2 separate regions of the Zea mays genome follow, and region 2 is linked to region 1. A link is a contact called in public Hi-C data. All regions are on one chromosome and are shown on one strand. The core of a region is the stretch at or near the end of the contact, and the rest is flanking DNA. Distances in the headings are between cores, read along the strand shown.

The links. Hi-C and Micro-C count contacts between places; a contact is called where the count stands out from the background.
Region 2: a contact with region 1 is called in a Hi-C map of tassel, with 2.6 times the contacts expected there. The contact joins the enhancer-like site here to the promoter of LOC100272358 in region 1. A contact is called at or near these places in 3 of 25 Hi-C or Micro-C datasets (endosperm, leaf and tassel).

The regions. Positions count from the first base shown.
Region 1 is chr7:19,617,864-19,620,650 of Zm-B73-REFERENCE-NAM-5.0, forward strand. It overlaps LOC100272358 (oligosaccharide transferase1), which reads right to left and starts at 1,294. Exons shown (of 4, transcript NM_001317394.1): 1 at 1,038-1,294. The coding sequence starts at 1,102.
Region 2 is chr7:19,703,683-19,706,567 of Zm-B73-REFERENCE-NAM-5.0, forward strand. No RefSeq gene overlaps it. Among protein-coding and RNA genes, the nearest start is that of LOC100272358, 86 kb to the left of the region's middle. Within about 2 kb of position 1,314, at least 14 of the 20 cell types and tissues checked have an H3K27ac peak or open chromatin away from gene starts, as enhancers often do. A contact at or near this core is called in leaf and tassel, where this site is marked.

The DNA of each region.
Region 1 (2,787 bases), core at 44-2,543:
GAGCAGCGGGAATAAAAGACCCCACTCGCCTCTCATTCAGAAGACAGTGGCCAAGTGGGTGTCCACAAACCACAATCCACTCAACAAAAACAGCGTGCTAGAAAACGAATTCTAAAAGGTACAACGTAATCTCAAATCCTGCCTGAGTGCAGCTCACACATACTAAAAAGAAATCGCGCCAGCAGCTTCTGCTACCTCGCTTTCCTTGCCCCCCCTGCCCAGTGCCCACCGAGAAAGTGGGGGGCGGCGGGAACGTCAACGCCGGTTGCACGAGCAACAAGCGCTTGGTGACGAGATCACCATCTTCCATGGCCCATGGGGGCCACGGCGGTCAATGGACGCAGAGAGCGTCGGGATCTCGGTGACGGTTATCCTGAACGAAAAGCTAAGTGGAAGTTCACGCTTCACACGCATGAGTGACGCATCCCTGCCGTCCTTATCTCGTACATCTTCTCGGTTTCTAGTTCGAGACCAGCACCAAGTTCCTTGTCCCGTACAGCTTTTCAGTTCCTAGCCGAATCGAGAATCTGGAGGAATACAGCAGGCGCGTCGAACTTTTTTTTTTGCAGTTACGCAAGCGTTCTGCTGCGCTCACTAATCTTCTTGCGCTGTTGAGTGTACGACCAAAGGGCCTGAGGAAGCATAGCAACTGCTTGCAAATGCAGGGCCAAATGAGCTTTTCTTCCTTTTATTTAAAAGAACTTTAAACAAAAAATCTAAACGCCGGGAAGCTCGGCTCCTGTAAACTGGCAGCGTATCTAAAGCAGCATCAAGAACAAAATCAGAACAAGCCAGAGCGCCCAAAAGACTCCTTCCTTTGCGCTTGCGCCGAAGGAATCAGCCAGGAACCAGGCGCGAGATTCCGGCACCCTAGCTAGCACCTAGCAGCGAGCAGCCGTACCAACAAATCCACAGGAAGGAGAACTGGCGGTAGAGATGAAACCGGCCAAGGGGACCCGCGAGACCGCGAATCTCGGAAGCCAGTACCACCAGGTAGAAAGGGGGACAAGGCAATGAGGCGGCGCCGGCGGGGTTACCTTGCGCTGGAGGACGGGGTGAGCGGGGAGGTGGGGGAGGACCGCGCCCTGTGCCTCATGGCCATGCGGTGTGTCCGGCGGCGGGATGAGCTCGAGCGGCGGCGCGCTTCTCTTCTCGGCTCTCGCTGCTCTTTTTCTTCCTTCTGCTTGCTGCTGTGCTGCTTTGAGCGAGCTGCGACTGCGAGCTGGGCGGAGTGGAGAAGCGGTCCAGAAGACGACGCGGCAGGGGCAGCGTTGCACGAACACTCAAGGCAGGATATGACCGGATGACCCCGCTTCCCCTCAAATATTTTATATACATATTTTTATTTTATTTTATTTACTGTCAATATTTTATTTATTATTTTCCGCGAACTCTCTGTCAGCTTCTAATAAATAATCACCCTTGTTGTCGTGCAGGAAAGGCGTACTCTTCAATTTAATTTTTGAGTATCAGGCCATAATAGTTTATCCGGTTCCTTGAACTCGTTCTGATCCTTTCCCATACTGAAGTCATGCGCCTATTCATGTAGCCAGTTCTGATCTTATTGGTTATTTGTTTTCGATTGCTGTAAATGAAAAACAAGAAAACATAAATATTAAACGTTAAAGACTTTCGTCCTTCGAAGCATTATCGTCTTTCAGAGATTCTTCATTTTTCATACGAATAATATTACAATGTAATATTATAACAAGCATTCATTTCATATTTTATGTCAAAATAATGTCAAGATTTGTGTTGTATGTTAATAAATGATACAAGTTGTATATTACATTTGTATCTTCGGCTTGCTCGAAGGAGAGAATGCGAGTACATCCTTCCAAAAAACGTGAACAGTACGGATGTACTGTTCATCTTTTTATAGACATAGAACGCAACCTAAACAAAAGTACAATTATGACTCAGATATCTATACATTTATCTAATACAAATATCAAGGATAAACAAGTCTTTTCATTGCTAGCTTGATTTCATGTATGACATTTGTGATCATCTTTAAACCGAAACTTTAATTATTGACGAAGCTTCGTTGTATTTCCTGCGTGTCTGTCACGGCTTCGGCACTCAGTTCCTTTGACGTATCTTTGTCAAAGTGAATTACAAACGGTTTCTTCATCCTGAGGACCTTCGGCAGAGAAGGAGACCCCCAACAGTAGCCCCTTTGCGGTGCTAGGTCGTTTTATCATAACGAACTCGATCCGCGAAACACACGAAGGCTTCTGAATGCCGAAGGTCCAAAAACACCTTCTCTGAGCTTGTTAAAAACTAATGAAATAGTTACGGCCTACGTTGGTCCACCGATCAGTCAGTATGAGTGGCGTGGCGGTACGCCTTCTTCACCTGCAGGGCTATAAAAACAGATTGGTTGGTAAGAAGTTATTACAGCATTCATTGTTATTGCATTGTTGTGCTGCTGAAAATTTTTTACTGAAGCTGAAGTTGTCTGTGCTCTGTGAATTCGTTAATTGGTCTTCGAACAAGCATCAACACAATCGAATGTTATCTTCGTCTTAAGAAGTCAAATGGCTAGTATTAGGTCTACTGCTAGACTGACAAATGAGGGTGGAGAGACCAAAACCACTGAGACATCTCCAATTTCGGAGGTTATGAGGCGTTCTGGATTAGTTGTTCAAGAGGGAGAAGGATCTTTTCCAGAGAAAGACAGTGTTAGTGTTGAAGCTAAAAATGTTGATGCCGAAGCTGGTAGTGATGATGAGGAAGACGATGATATCTTGAGTTCAAGCAAGCCTAGTCATGTTGAATTTGAAA
Region 2 (2,885 bases), core at 64-2,563, 86 kb after region 1:
ATCCTTTTCATGCAAGTAGAGTTCCATTATTTCTTTTCTAATAGTGACACATGACTTCATAGGAAAGGTAGGCTTCAATGATTTAATGAATTCCACAAAGTGTCTATGCTCAACAATGTTAAATGGATACTCATGCATGATAATAGCTGTATAAAACTTTCTCAAACTGGTTTATTCATCATATTTATATGGCTGGACAATGCATATATCTGTGCCATGATCCTTTTCTGCCTTGAGCTATTGTTGCCCCTTCACAATCGTATGATAATTTTTCAAATGAGACCAAAATGCAGTTGTTCCTCTACTATTTTTAACCCTAGCTTTGCTAGTCTTGTTTTTGCAACCAGAATACTTGCATTTGGCCCAAACTTGCTTCACAGATTTACCATTCTCCTCTACGACAACCTCATACTTCTTAAAATACTGCCAAACATTTGAAGTGGACTTCTTTGCTTGCTTCAACTTTGAAGAATCATCCTCATCCTAATTAATTCCTTCTTCTGGATTTGCACCTTGTTCATGAGATGTTGCAGCAGGTGTTGACGATGATGCGGACACACCAAAATGTTGACTTGTATTTGCATGAGGTGAGGATGTCAAGTTCTGACTTTGATGTTCACTAGGCAACTCCAACAACATATGCTTTCGTGGAGGTGAAGCTTCGCCTTCACTAGCCATTAGAGCAGATCACAGTTTCTACCTGCAAATAAAAATTGTGACATTGAATAAAAATTGCGACATTAGAGTAGATCACACCTTCACAGTTTCTACCGTGCGTGGAGGCCGAGGTGGAGCTGCCGAGGGGAGGGAGCGTTGTGCGTGGAGGCCGAGCTGTGGAGGCCGTGCGTGGAGGTTGTGCGACCGAGCTGTGGATGTGGATGCCGTGCATGGAGGCCAACTATTTGAAGATGGGATTACTTACTGGCGTGGATTACTTACCGGCCAATCTGTGGATGTGGATGCAGTGCGTGGTGCTGGTGCGTGCGTCCGTGCATTGGGTGTTGCAGCCCAGCAGTGCGTGCGCCCGTCCGTCCGGTAGTGGGTGCCGCAGCCCGGTAAGCAAAGCTAGGGTTACAGATTACATACTGGATTGGGGGCAATGCGATCATGTGTGGTCTGGTGGATCTCCACTCCACGTGCAGCCCGGCAAAGAGGAGGAAGATGAGTCACGGACTCACGACCTCGCGGGGTTGGGGGCAAAGGCGCCACCGCCATAGGATTTGGGAATTCGGAGGGCACGACATGGAGAGCTGAGCAGTGGCGGCTGTGTGCCTGTGCCTGGGCGAGGGCGATGACTGTTGTTGTTGTTGGTGGGATGTGCGACGGTCGATAGGTTGCCCGTGGTGGGCTGCTGCCTACTGGACCATGAGCCCATGAGTTATGAATTTAGAACTTGGGCTGAGCTAGTTAATAGTTTTGGTAAATTCTGAATTTTGAATTCGGTAAATTCCAACCTAAAATGGTAACTGAAGAAAACGGTCGGTAAAGGGCTATATCGATTTCGATACTGATTCCGATCTAAAATTCCGATGACCGATTCCGATTCTAAGAAATACCGATACCGATAATTCCGATCGAAAAAAATCAGAAACCGTTTTTGGAATTCCGAAAAATTCCAAAACCGTTTTCATCCCTACCCGCGCAAGGGTATCGCTCCCCTTGGTCCTCGCAAGAACCAAGTGCTCACTATGAGATGATCCTTTGCCTCTCCGGCGTCGTGGATCCCTCACGACCTCGTACAACCGTCCAGTCGGGTCACCAACAAATCTTCCAGGGTGATCACCGAACTCCAATTGCCATCGAGCCGTCTAGGTGATGCCGATCACTAAGAGTAATAAGTGAAAGGGAAGTAGGGTTAAACCTTTTCCTAAATGATTTTGGTGGTTGAAATGCCCAACACAAATAATTGGACTAACTAGTTTGCTCTAGATTATATATTCTACAGGTGCTAAAGGTTCAACACAAACCAATAAAAAGATACAAGTTAGGGTTCAAAAGAAAGGAACAAAAGAAACCAAAGAGAACCCTAGTCTGGCGCATCGGACTGTCCGGTGTGCCACCGGACACTGTCCGGTGCACCAGGGGCGATCGACTCAAACTCTTCACCTTCGAGTTTCTGGAAATTCGCTCCGCTATAATTCACCGGACTGTCTGGTGTGCCACCGGAGCAACAGCTAGCGAGCGCAACGGTCAACTCCAACGGTCGCCTGCAAAGTGAACAGTGCGCAAACAGTTCGCACAGAGTCAGAGCAGTGCCAGAAGGCGCACCGGACAGTGAACAGTGCCTGTCCGGTGCGGCACTAGACTGTCCGGTGCCCCCAAGAAGTCAGAGCTCCAACGGTCGAAACCGTCAGAACCCTAACGGTTGGGTGACGTGGCTGGCGCACCGGACTGTCCGGTGCGCCCATTGACAGACAGCCTCCCCAACGGTTGGTTTGGTGGTTGGGGCTATAAATACCCCCAACCACCACCACTTCAAGCATCCAAGTTTTTCAGACATCTCATTCAATACAAGAGCTAGTGCAATCAATACAAGACACAATTCAAAAGAATCAAAGCCTCTCCAAGTCCCAAATACACCCCAATCACCTAGTGACTAGAGAGAGAGTTTTGCTCGTGTTCTTTGAGCTCTTATTCTTGGATCGCTTTCTTCTTCCCCATTCTTGTTCTCAAGACACTTGTAATCAAAGCAAGAGACACCAAGTTGTGGTGGTCCTTGTGAGGGGTCTAAGTGACCCGTTTTGATTAAGGAGAAAGCTCACACGGTCTAGGTGACCGTTTAAGAGAGGGAAAGGGTTGAAAGAGACCCGGTCTTTGTGACCACCTCAACGGGGACTAGGTTCATTGGAACCGAACCTCGGTAAAACAAATCACCGTGTCATACG